2 separate regions of the Zea mays genome follow, and region 2 is linked to region 1. A link is a contact called in public Hi-C data. All regions are on one chromosome and are shown on one strand. Each heading gives the region's core, a stretch centred on a gene start, on an enhancer-like site or on the middle of the called end of the contact. The rest is flanking DNA. Distances are from core to core; before and after follow the strand shown. Region 1 holds the start of LOC100279273. Region 2 holds the start of LOC100276999 (SnRNP core Sm protein Sm-X5-like protein).

Evidence for each region. A called contact is a pair of places that touch in the nucleus more often than the background predicts.
Region 2: a contact with region 1 is called in a Hi-C map of leaf, with 8 times the contacts expected there. The contact joins the promoter of LOC100276999 here to the promoter of LOC100279273 in region 1. A contact is called at or near these places in 2 of 25 Hi-C or Micro-C datasets (endosperm and leaf).

The regions. Positions count from the first base shown.
Region 1 is chr4:34,742,415-34,748,920 of Zm-B73-REFERENCE-NAM-5.0, reverse strand. LOC100279273 reads right to left here and starts at 3,793. Exons shown (of 12, transcript NM_001360958.1): 1 at 2,858-3,793; 2 at 2,159-2,227; 3 at 1,189-1,296; 4 at 909-1,089; 5 at 729-808; 6 at 498-617; 7 at 162-267. The coding sequence starts at 3,594.
Region 2 is chr4:35,394,223-35,401,068 of Zm-B73-REFERENCE-NAM-5.0, reverse strand. LOC100276999 (SnRNP core Sm protein Sm-X5-like protein) reads left to right here and starts at 2,790. Exons shown (of 4, transcript XM_008680044.4): 1 at 2,790-3,284; 2 at 3,581-3,621; 3 at 3,707-3,865; 4 at 6,474-6,824. The coding sequence starts at 3,619. The coding sequence ends at 6,593. It overlaps LOC100191474 (topoisomerase I), which reads left to right. Exons shown (of 16, transcript NM_001164334.2): 11 at 1-92; 12 at 422-490; 13 at 575-664; 14 at 757-860; 15 at 957-1,125; 16 at 1,222-1,578. The coding sequence ends at 1,290.

The sequences.
Region 1 (6,506 bases), core at 2,544-5,043:
TATATAAGTCTCACCATGTCTGGTGATACAAGTCAACGCGGCAAAAAAAAAGGACATGCAAGTCCTTGTAACGCTGATCTAGAATATACAAGATAATGAGCATGCTTCGCCATTAAAAAATAAAGCCTAGGGCAGAAAAAACTTGAGGAAACAGAACTCACCCGAGATTCACATTCATCACGTACGGGTCTCTCAAGTTTGTTGTACTGCTCAGAATCAGCAGTTGGATCGCCATCAAAATTCACCATAACAAACGGCTCCTCGTACCTGTTTAGGTGAACAGAAAAGGTCAATAAGAGGAATAAATTAGAAGCCTCCTATATGCTTCGAAAGGCAGGCTTTTGTGCAGTTATAGTTATAGCCCTCAAAAGTAAAGGAGAAATATGAGAATTTTCACAAAATACTGGTAAAGAAGAGAACTTTTCCACCATAAATCAAGAGCACTTAGTCAGGAGAAATACTGTAACAGATAAAAGCAACATCTGGGAAGTAAATACCTATCAAAATCAGGTAGCAAAGGCATAACCCACTCAGCTTGCATCCCACGTTTAGTCTGGTGAACAGGCCTTGACTTGGCTGCTCTAAAGGATTCTTCAATGGCTTTGATCTGTTTCTCTCTGGTATAGGCATGAACAGGAACATGGTGTCAGTGACTGCGCCAAGTTTGCAAGTCGCAACACAAAATAATCTTTACAGACCAATAAGTGTGAATAAAAGGAGAACCAAACCTATCATTAAGATTGTCTAGGAAAGCATTGCGACCCCCCCTTGATTCCCGCCTTTCCTTTGCTTGCTTCTCAGTAAGGGACTGGAAAGCCAGACAACTTTTATTCAGTCTGTATCATTAACATTAAGTAATTATTGTGTAACTAAATTCACACAAAACTCAGTATGCGTTACCGACTTACCGTTTTGGCTGCATCAGCACTTAGTGGAGATATGTATTGTGTTTTGACCAACCAAGAAACACCTTTGTCAGTGGGCCTCTCCCTTTTCCTTGTACCTTCTTGTTTAATAGGGGTGAGGACCTGATCATCACGCAATAGTTCTTCATCTTCAGGAGCCATGGGCGGCTGAACATCCGGGGGGCTGGGATATGATTGGTATATGAGTTAAGGACACTAGAATATACTCAGAGTCTCAGACAGAAAATCAAACTCATGAAAAGCATATGGTTCAGATCCTTACTTGTATACACTCATGTCAAGTAGGTCAAGAGGTATCCCAATATCCTCAGGGACAATCATTTTAGGAATATAGTTTTTCTCCAATGAAGTTATCCTGTATTTGGTATATCTGAAAAGACAGCAAAACATAGTAAGCATAGCTGCCTCCATAATATAGAAACTTTTAAAACGCCAGAGTGAAACACAATTGAGAGCAACATAACAGAGACAAGACAAATTAAGCTCAGCATACTGTAGGTAGCAGAAAAGGAGAGCAGAAGATTATGGAAAAACTGTACAGTAATAAAGCAGAGTAGTGCAAAATTGCTTTAATTCAAAACAAATGGAATTATGGCAGTTGAACAGGACGCCCAGTTATGACTTCACGTAACCTACAAAATATCAATCTATTTAATCTCCTCAAAACAAGCTAATGATATCATCTCTATGCATAAGTAGAAGGAATAATGAAACTATGGGCCTGTTCAGCTACACTAGTTTGCAGCCAAACAGGCCTGATTTGTATTTTCGGTTAGGTGAGATGATCAGTCCTAACAGTAGCAACAAAATAACCTCCGATAGTCTGATGCCTTACCCATGTTAGCCCAGTGAAACCGGGCCTCAGTCTTGACATCAATCTAACCATAACCCCCACAGAAAATTAGATTAGGCATCAATGCAACAGGGATCAAAATGTGTTCTTTACCCATAACACAATGAACAAAATGACCAAAAAAACAGCAAAGGCAAGGCATAAATTGGAAGCCAGCAGAAAGCAAAACAATGGATTCCTGCCATCATAGAAAAGATCTTCAAATAAAGAAGACAAGAAAGCATAAGTAAAGTAAGTTGAAATGATCTACAAGTAAAATGACCATTCTTAGTAGATGAGCAAGAGCAATACTGAAGTATGGCTTGTACTGCTCCAAAGATGCAATCTTATCTTAAATAAAAAAAGGGGGGCTGGGGAGTAGACAGGTAGTGATGCATACCGGTCCTTATCCTTATTCAGGGGCAGCCATTTCAGCTGAGCACTTGGATCCGGGAGTTCATTCCTAAATCTGTGCCACCAAAAAGAAAAGGCAAAACTGGATCATTCAAGTGTATAATTACACAACAGATATAGATCACCAAGATTTAAATATTTGATACAAATCAGCAGTTGGTTAAGGCTTCATAAAAACGGTACACATACGGACACTATTTTAAACATACAGACAACAGAAAATTGCCATTTCATAATAGCGAGGTAACTTCCAAACCATTCCTAAGTTTTGATATGCCTGCTCTGTTACAAGAAAGGGGTCCCTTTATAGGTCCATAACAAAGAAATTGGTTGATAGACGAACTCATGCACCTTTTAAGCACTATATTCTCAAGTAGTTCCCCAGAACTAAGTGGAAGTACTAATCTTTCTAAGCATGTCGAGAAGCACAAAATTTAAAGAAACTATAAAACAAATTCAGAAAACAATGATCCTTTCCATTGGACGCCCCGACATTTCAATGACAACATAAAAAATTATATGTAAGCAGTCTGTCACTCACTAAGGATAGCATATGTTGCCCAAGTTTTACACCCCTAAGGCCCTAAGACGTGCATGATCAATGAAAATGTTACCCAACTACAAGCTGAGAATTTAAATTTTGGCACGAACACAACCTAACGGACCCAAACTTGGCTGGACTTACTTGTGCTTGCAGAGGAACGTTGTTGGTTTTTTTAGCCGGTTCTCAAACCTCTCAGCATTAACCGCTGTTGCTGGGCGAGACCCAGTTGCCCCTGCCCGAGAGCCACCCGGAGGGTGGTGGTGGTGGTGGCGGCTCTGCGGCTGCTGCTGAGCAGTGCGAACCTGCTGTGTCTTCTGCAGAATGGTGGCTTGTGTCTGGCGCATCATCTGGTGCTGCTTGCGGTCGTCCACCCGCTGCTTCTCAAACTCGCGCTTCTTCCGCGCACGACGCTCCTCTTCCGTCTCCGCTCTCAGCAGCGTTGCCTTAGGCTGTGGCCCCTTTGGGGGCAGCAGGGCATGGGCAGACGGTGGCTGTGCCGGAGGCGGAGGGGGCGGGGGCGATGCCGCAGGGGGTGGGGACGGAGGCGGGGGTGGCGCCGAAGGTGGAGGAGGCGGATTACTGTTCCCGCCGTAGGGCGGTGGCGGCGGCTGGTAGTACATCTGCGGTGGGGGCGGGGGCGGGAGCTGCTGCGGAGGCCCGGGACCGAAATTGAACTGCGGTTGGTGAGGTGGCGGCGGCCCCGGTGGCGGTGGTGGCGGAGGCCCCGCGTGGTATGTCGGCGCCGGCATCCTGCTGTACGGCGCCTGCTGCGGCGGCGGCGCGTACGAATTCATCTGCGGCGGATAGCCGCCCTGCGGTGGTGGCGGCGGCGGCGGCGGATGCTGCGGCGGCGGCGCGTACGGCCTATACGACGCCATCCCGCGGCGTCTAGGGTTTCACGGAACCCGAGTCCCAGCACACAACAGACCCACGCCGCGGCGACTGCTCGCTCCCCCGTCTCCTCCGCCGCTGCCACTGCAGAAGAGACTACCACTGCACGTCCGAGCCCACCGCCACCTATTCTACCAGATCTACGCGTTGGCGTGTCGGAGCGCGAGGTAGTCGGATCTCTCGTCGGCGTCTCGTCGATTTGGCGAGGAGCAGGAGGGCGATGGGAATTTCACGATACCTCGTGATTCTGCCTGGCTTTTTCGTCGAGGTTTGGATGAATTTTACCCGGATTTGGATATCAATTCGGATTTAGTAGCATTTATTTATTTGCGTTAGAGTACTTTTTTAGACATGCTTTAGTGAGTATTCTCAGCAACACCGCCTAAATATTTCTCTTATCTTTAATGATCACTTGAGGCTGAAAATTCGGCTCTGTCAACACACCCTTATCTTTAACTAGATCAGTGTCCGTGCGTTGCAACGGAGACATATAATATGTCGATAACTTATATATGCACATATATGTTATATAGTTATGAGATAGAGGATGACATATATGCGAGCTGTCCGGGATGATATCGAAGAGAAACTTGGACCTGTGACACACGGATACTCACCTAGTGTATTATATAAGATAGGTCAGTGCTCGTGCATTGCATCTGGAACATATAATATCTCGATAACTTATATATACATATGTGTTATACGATTATGAGATGGATGACAACATTCGCGAGCCGTCCGTAATGATATCAAAGAGAAACCTAGGCCTACAACGCACATGCACTCACCTAATAGTGTATTATATAAAATATAAAAACCTAAATGTCAAACAATATTATTTGCTAATCCATCTTACCTATATAGTGCTTTGCATCTTTCATTGATGAGCGATGTAGCTCATATGTTCATATCCAGCTATTATACCAATGCACCATAGTTGTCAGCTAAAGGGTGGTCCTTAGAGCCACTATCATATGTTGACCTAGCATTTCTACCATACACTGGTGGTGGTGGTCTGGTGGATTAGAGGATTTATTTGGTTCTGCTTTCTTGATCTCCACCGACAAACAAAGCAAATGACCTAAGCCTGGTCAAAGTCCCTTCCATTAATTACTATTAATTTAATCAGTCATGGACCAATAGAAAATTGGTTTGGATTTGTGAGTGCGGTGAGAGGAAAATAACTTATGCATAATTCGTTAGCAAGTAGATTTAGAAGTGTAGAAAAATGAGAAGACACTTTGAATGAATTGTACAATAGGAATATAACAGGCATATAATCGAATGGCATCAATGAATGAGACAATTCAATGTGAGGCATATAACTTAAGAAAAAACATTATTCAACTGGTGCAATTCAAAGGTTCTTTGATCAATAGTTGACCTTCTCAATGTTTGTGACAGTAGATTCTTAAAGAATGTCAGCATATCCACTAGATAACAATTGGCATGCCCGCTCATGTGTATTGTAAAGCTTGTCTCTCATATCACCGAGTATAATACGATATGACTTAATCGAAGGAACCTTCTTCGAGAACTCTGTTACAGAGGAAACAATGGTTAATAGGAATAGCCAAGTTTAGCAATCTACCATCTAAAAATTCTGAAAAAAAACCTAAATGTCAAATAATATTATTTGATAATCCATCTTACCTATAAAGTGCTTTGCATCTTTCTTTGACGAAGTCCGCGCGGCAGATCGTCGACCGCCTTGCCGTCTGCGCGGCCGCGACCACGGCCACGGCAACGCTGGGGCAGCAGAGTGTGTGCGTGGGCGACGCGCTACGCAAGGCCACCAAGGTGCTCGAGGACTGGCGGGACCGCAACCCGGTGGCCACCGTCATGCTGCTCTCCGACACCCAGCAGCAGCAGTCGGCAGCGCCGGAAAACTCGTCAAGGAAGCAGTTTGGGCGGCCAGCGGTGGCCCCAGCAACGCGCTTCACCCATGTGGAGATCCCCATCGGCCCCGGCGACCCGCCTCCTCTTGTGTCCGAGTGCGAGGAGGAGCCTCCCGTTGAGCACGCGTTCGCCAAGTGCCTTGGCGGGCTGGTGAGCATGGTGATGCAAGAGGTGCATCTGGAGCTGGTGTTCCCGACGGGGGAGATCACGGCGGTGTAGTCGTGCAGGCCCGGGCAGCAGGCCGTGGGAGTCTCCGGTGGTGCGGGGGTGAGCGTGCGGCTGGGCGAGATGTACGCGGAGGAGGAGCGTGAACTGCTGGTGGAGGTGCGGGCGCCGCTGGGCAGCCACCCGCACTCGTTGACGGTGCGGTGCACGTACCGCAACCCGGCGTCGCAGGAGACGGTGCGCGGCGCGGTGCAGCCTCTGCTGCTGCCCACGCTCCATGGCGAGCGGGCGCCGTCGGCGTCGTCGTCGTCTCGGCAATTGTTGACATCACTACAACAGTAAGATTTCTTAATATAAATATCACACCTTGCAAGTTGCGAACAACAAACCTTTCACAAAATATAAAATTCGCTAAGGTAATAGGAAGATAAGTCTGAATTAAAACTTCAATAATAACATCTGATAGATGGCATCTAGAGAAGGTCTCAGCGTCTATGTCAGCGGGGCAGTTGCATGGGCAGTGCAGCGAGCCGCGGAGCAGCGAGTACGTGTGTTTGTGTCAAGGTAATTCAAGCGAAGTGTATGCAGCTACTACTCCAGCAAAGTAACGCAAATGACTAAAGGCATATAAGAGGAGCATGTTTAGACTACAGATTTTCATAAGCAAACAACCATAGTTGTTGCTAGGTAGGCATTTAGAACAGAAAATCTGGGAGCAACGCAACCTACAAATCTGTATCGTAGAGAAGAATTCAGTAAAAAGGTTGGAAACCAGAAAAACCATTTCAATTAGGACCAAAACAACCTGATAATGTGTATTCAAGACATGGGA
Region 2 (6,846 bases), core at 1,541-4,040, 650 kb before region 1:
CTAGGCTAAATGCTCACTTGAAGGATCTAATGCCTGGGCTCACTGCAAAAGTGTTCCGTACATATAATGCTTCCATAACATTGGACGGAATCGTGAGTTGAAAAGAATCTTGTCTTACTGGGTTTCATTTGTCCATTCTTTCGAACTTCTTAGGTTTGCATGGACACTTAGAGCTGTTGATGTAGATGTATTGTTTTCTTCTGGTATTTTAATGTTTATAAATGTTACTTGTTCTACAGCTCAACTTAATGCAAATAAGTAATTGGTCAATGTTACACAGTTTGTCATATCTTCATTTTTTGCACCTCTGATTTTTTACTTTCTGATAGCATGTAAGCATGCTATTGACTTATTACGCATGTTCATGTGACTATCCTGTTAGAATGGTCTAAGTGTATATATACTTGTGCTGATATTACAGTTGCATGAAGAAACAGAAGATGGAACTGTTTTAGAAAAAATCGCTGTCTATCAGCGGGCAAACAAAGAGGTATTATCTTTTACTATAGGGGAAAATCAACTACTTGTATCATCATTCATCCTTACTCTGGGCTGCCCTTTCTCATATACTCAGGTTGCCATCATCTGTAACCATCAGCGTAGTGTCTCGAAATCACATGAGTCCCAGATGACTAGAATGAACGAAAAGATTGATGAGTTGAAGGTTTGGTTTATGCTGCAAGTTATCAGCTCAAACTTCTGCCATAGCTTTGGGATTTCTTGAACTGTCTGACACACTTGCCTTTTCTTCTCCAGTCCCAGATGGAGGAGCTGAAAGCAGACTTGAACAAAGCAAAGAAAGGGAAGCCTCTAGGCTATGATTCAGAGGGGAAGCCAAAGAGGAACTTGGCTCCTGAAGCGTAACACATCTCAACCACCAATACATTTTGTTGTATTTTGTTTTTGTGTGTTAGAACAAAGAGTAGGGTAGGCAACCTGACAAAACCTACTTGCAGGATTCAAAAGAAGGTTGCAACACTTGAAGGCAAGATAGAGAAGATGGAGATGGATAAGAGGATAAAAGAGGATCTGAAGACAGTTGCGCTTGGAACGTCAAAGATCAACTATCTTGATCCTAGAATAACCGTGGCATGGTGCAAACGCCATGAAGTCCCTATTGAGAAGGTACGCAATTTCTGGTTCTAGACCGCATTTGTTTTTTCTCCAAATTTTCCCTGTTGCAAAGGCCTGCAGTTATTGAACCTGCTGTGCTGCTGACAGATTTTCAACAAATCTCTCCTCGCGAAATTTGTATGGGCAATGGACGTTGACCCGGAATTCAGATTCTAGGAGACCATTGGCTACCATGTGCCAGCCAGTTTGGTCCAGTTTCCAGCCCTTCTCCCTGGACACTAATTGCAGCTAGGAAAGGAAAGAGCTCGGTGTTTGTTTTTTCAAAGTCCCCACCCCCCCTGCTCGTGGAACGAAGGAAAGCACCCGTCATTCTCTTTGTAGGCCCTTCTTTTTTTTTTCTTTTGGTTCAATTGCGCTAAGTTCAATATGTATTCTGCTGAGAAATCTGAGCTCGTTTGAGAACGGTTGGACATTGAATTCATAGTGAGTTTTAATCTTGAATATAGATGACTTGTTGAGGGATGATCCCGTGGTCGTTTGTGTGTTTTGTCGACTAGTGAGCTTGCCTTGTCCACCAAAGTCAGCTGGTATATAGTAGTAGAGAATAAATGCTTGGCGAAACGATGGCCATCAGGATGGATTATCACTTTGTCAGTGTAGATGAGGAGACCCCTCTCTTCGCCACTCCTCAGACCCTATAAATAGATGACTCATACCCTATAATGAACAGCTGTAGAGGTCGTTCATTCGAAAATATTGCGCGTTGCCTTGTTGCATCCTTACCTCCAGAGCTTCTGAAGTTATAAAAACGTCGAAGCTTGAGCATTAAGAATTTCCTTTAATGTTCATGCATACATCATCTTTGATTGCTTGTACAAGATCATGTGAGCTTGTTGTTCTTCTATAATTTCAACAGATCCATAACACGCGTGAAGAAAAAAAAGCAGCGAAGTAATATTTGGAACTTTTAACGCTAACATTAGAGCATCTCCGATAGTTCTCAAAACGCACCTCTGATTTTGACGTTTTTGGCAGGATTAAAAAATGACATCTCTCCAACAACTGTTGATCCCACTTTTGAATCTTCTTACATTAAAAAAATTGATCGATATGTGTGATATGATACGGCTTAGGGTAAGTAACAATACATGCAGAAAGAAGTCGCCGCCACTATGTCTTTGCCACAGTGCCTTCTATGCACATGCGCTAGAAAACTCTGACCATACTGGCTACACCGCTCTCGAAGATGGGGGCGGCAATCGCTACTGGTCTAGCCTTGACTGGTTGTTGTTGGCTACCAATGGCTGGCGTACTCAGGCTCACTCCAACAGAGCAGCCATCCGGCCAGGTAAAGCTAAAATAGATGTCCTGAAGCAACTGTAGGAGTGCAATATTTCTTCCAAGGAAGCAGCTAAATGAGTTAGGCAAAATGAAAGGCAGGAGAGAAAAACCATATTGGTTGGTACTGTGACCGACAACTAAATTCTTTATTCTTGACTGACCACTGGGCCCCAGTGTCTACTCCATTCCAGCTAAACGTATGGATGACTGTGCTGTTGGAAAGATCTAGCGTATGACTGGACAGGTAAACTACAGACACCAGCCAAAAGTATATATGGCGGCCCGATTTGCATGCCTCCTGTTGGAGTGAGCCTTAGAGGGTGTAGTGTAGGGGATTGTTGGGGGTGCATAAACCTTCACAAAGGACCATTTTTATTTTTTTATGAGTAAGATGTTAGAAATGGTTAGAGGAGGCTAATAAATATATTTTGATGTTTTAACGACTTGAAGAACACATTGATTTATATTTTTGTTTTTTGAACTATTAAAGAAAGCAAATTGATTTGTAAAGGGACTATTATATAAAGCGAATTGATTTGTAAAAAGGGACCGGGAAAAAACTAGTACTTTTGGGCCGTTCGCAGGCTCCCATCTTCTCCCGCATAATCTTCCTCCCGCACATCCCGATCCTCCAGCTGTGGCATGGGTCTTGTGCAGTGTTGGTGGGCTGACCAGTTGGGCTATGGCCTGCTCGCATAATCTTCCTCCCGCACATCCCGATCCTTCTCTCGGCGGCCCGTTGGTCACGTGACTCATCCCCCTGTGCTCTCCTCTCGTGGCCTTGTTTCCTGGCGGCGACGGCTGGTCGAGCGGCGCCGCCCTTGGCTAGGTCTTCGCTGGGTCCTTCCCCGGCGACGAGCGTCCATCTGGTACGCCTCTTCCTTTCTGTCCGCTTCCATTGAGTTCCCATCCCTTCACTCTCTGCGAAACCGAGCACGCCAAGCCCTAGAGTGAGCTATTTGAGTTCCGATCTGAACCAATCTACATGTACATAATATGTACTGTACCCACCAACTTCGATTTTTTTTGCGAAGAAAAATATCGCGTGTACGCATGTTCTATAGCGGATCCGTGCGCACCTGTCGTCTAGTTGAGCGAACGAGGGGGAGCAGACTTGTGCCCCTGTCCTGAATTTGGGTGCTAATTTGTTTGTGCTGATTTTCAGGGGTCGACTGAACTGAGCAGGCAGTAGGAAGAGACACTATGGTATCCCCCCCCCTCTTGTACTGGTGATTTGTTTCTTGCTAGGCCTGTGCCAGAGTTGTATTGATGCACCTTTCTTCTCGTGCAGTTGTTCTTCTCCTACTTCAAGGAGCTGGTGGGGAAGGAGGTGACAGTGGAGCTCAAGAATGACTTGGCGATCCGCGGGACGCTCCACTCGGTTGACCAGTACCTCAACATCAAGCTCGAGAACACCCGCGTAGTCGACCAGGACAAGTATCCCCACATGGTATGCCTGCTGTTGTGTCGTGTTGTTGTGCTGCAGAATTATGCCCTTCAGCTTAATCCTACCAGTTAGAGTTTGTAGCCTATTAGATTGTTGCTCCTTGGTCGTTTAACATGCACCCTTGTTTGATGCCGACTTGGTGGAACTGGGAACTGCAGGGAAAGGCCATAGCAGTAGTCGTTTCTCCCCTTTTACGACATCTTTGGTTGTGTGGGACGGTTCCTATGTTATACAAATAAAGGCCATAAGGGATGTGTGTAGGCATTCTTGTGGCAGACCTTACACTAATTGCATAATTGTGCACTTGATTTCTAGCGGACTTACCTTAAGATTGACTGTCAGAACTTAGTGTTTGGGTGATTTGATGCTACCCATGTTCACACGTGCTGAACAGCAGCACAAGTTTGTTGTCGCAAGCTTACTCTAATTGCATACCTGTGCTGTTGACTTGTAGTATATTTACCATAATGCTGGCTGTCAGAACACGGTGCTTGGGTAATTCGATGGTGTTCAGTGACCATGAATACAGAACGACCCCACAGATTTATCCTTGAAGCATTCATTTTTGCATTGTGCACTAGACTTCCAGATTCTCGTAAGTTGATTGAATGTGTCTTAATGAGCCTCTTTATCATGTGCCTGGTGTGCTTTCTCGTTAATATTGTATTGTACTGTAAATTGATGAAACTCTGTTAGTTTGAGAATGAAATTTCTGTTCCTAAATCATGGCCCAGAAGTTGCATAAGTTAAATATAATACATTTGTTCGCTGCCTCCATTCCTACTTATGGTGAACTCAGTTCCATAGAAAGATGCTTTAGATATACAGATGGAAGGTTGTGGGGGCACACCCTTGTGTCAGTTTCTCATCTAGTTCTGGTTGTCTAAACTTCTGAATTCATTGTCGATTTACAAAGGATGTTAACCTGATTATGAACATATTGATCATTGATCAATGAAGCCTTCATTAATAGACGTTCAAATTTGCTGATATGTTCTTGGAAATTTTACTGATGCCTGCACATGAAAATTTGAAACCTTTTAATTCCCTGCCAAGATATAGATAGGCAAGTCACCAGTGCAAGATAGGCTTCCTTCCTATTGTTCTAGATAATGGAAGTAATCTGATAGTCTCAAGTAAAGAAGGAAAAAGGTAAAAAGATTGATATTTTACACTAGGAAGTTGACACATCTGGATTTTCCTTCTCACACGACTTATGGGTCGATCTAATCAATCTGCATAGATCTACCATTCATTTGGCTGCCTTGCACTATAGTTGTGCTCTTGCATCTGTAGCAGTAAAATTTCTGTTGGAACTCGATGCATGGTGGTGTCCACACTCCACACATACCGAATAGAGAATCAATAGAACCATAGATGTAGCAAATGAAAGAAGCGAACATTCATATCCACTTGACTGGAGTTGTCTATGAACTATTAAACTCAACACATCGAATTGAGTAACCATGAAGTCAAACGAGCCCCTCTGGCATGGCACTTATGTGCTTGGTTCGTGATTAATGTTGTACTTCAAATCATTAGATATTTTCAGGCCGGTGCATATATATGTCAGTTATATTCAGAATGCTCACTTTTTCTACTCTTTCACATCATGATAGTTCAGGTCTTCTTAGTGCTTGCGCCGCACTTGATGGCTTTTTATCAGCCAGTTATTTCCTCCACAGGCTGCTAATGGAACTACATTTTGTTACTCCACTGTTCCCAAATGTAGGCCGTTACAGATTTGTCCTGAATCAAACATTGTTTTAACTTTGACCGCCAATATCTAAAAATCTAAATAGATTTCCAATATAAGCTTCATGCTACTAGATTCACCATGGAAATTAATTCCATAATGTATATTTTTTTTGTAAAATTCTATTTTCTACGAACTTTATTGTCAAAAAGTTTCACTTTGTAAACGTGTCTATGTCCAAAATGACTTGCATTTGACATATATATGAGAACCAACCATGCTGATGTGGGTAGCTGCTCAATCAGCTTGTGGTTGCTAAACAAACACTCTGAAGTTGATACATGTGCCAGATTCTCCCTTTGACACGCTGCTTATGGGTGTGTGTGGTTTTTTTGGGACCTTATTAATTAGTGCTGTTGGCAGGTAGGGTGCTGATATCTAGTTTTAGTTGGCATTTATTTTAGTTAGCCTTTTGTTTTGGGCTACTGAAGCTGATTGGATTATATTCGTTCAGGTGGGTGGTGGGTGTTGGAACAGTACTGTTTTGTCATAAGTACATACTATGCAGTGTATTGCCAAAGCGTGGTTGATGCTTGAAGTATTCTCAAAGCACAGCATATATATTCAATTATTCATATTTTGTAGGTAGCATAGCTGTCTGTTGTCTGGCATATAAGCATATCCCCCCCACCCCCCTTTTTTTTGTCTGCTTGGTGCATGCACTGTAATGCTTGTTAGGCCCTTTTTACATTAGTGCTGCATTCTTTTGTGAGTAGGGTATTGAAAGCACCCCATCCATTACATTTCTTTTTTTTCAAGACAAGGAAAAAAAAACTAGACGCACTAATTAACCTAGCGGTAGGTAGTAATAGTGAATTATTGGCTGTTAACACTCAAATCATTTTGCTGTGGCAGCTTTCAGTGCGGAACTGCTTCATCAGGGGCTCGGTGGTGCGGTACGTGCTGCTCCCGCAGGACGGCGTGGACATCGACATCCTCCACGACGCCACCAGGAGGGAGGCGCGCGGAGGCTGATCCTGATGCGCACCCGCTCCCTCACCTGCTGGCTGCTGCTTCATCCCCGATTGTACGAAGCATGCATGTACGGTGTGTGGTAGACAGATGCCCCAGTTTAGTTCTTTGGTGCTTGCCTTGACATAGATATTCCAGGTTGGATGATGACCTGAATCACCTGATATATTATTGTCATATCATATGCAATGTTCTTGCATGGGGTTGCTATATTATTACCATATCGTATTATCACATCATAGACACTTAAACTTAT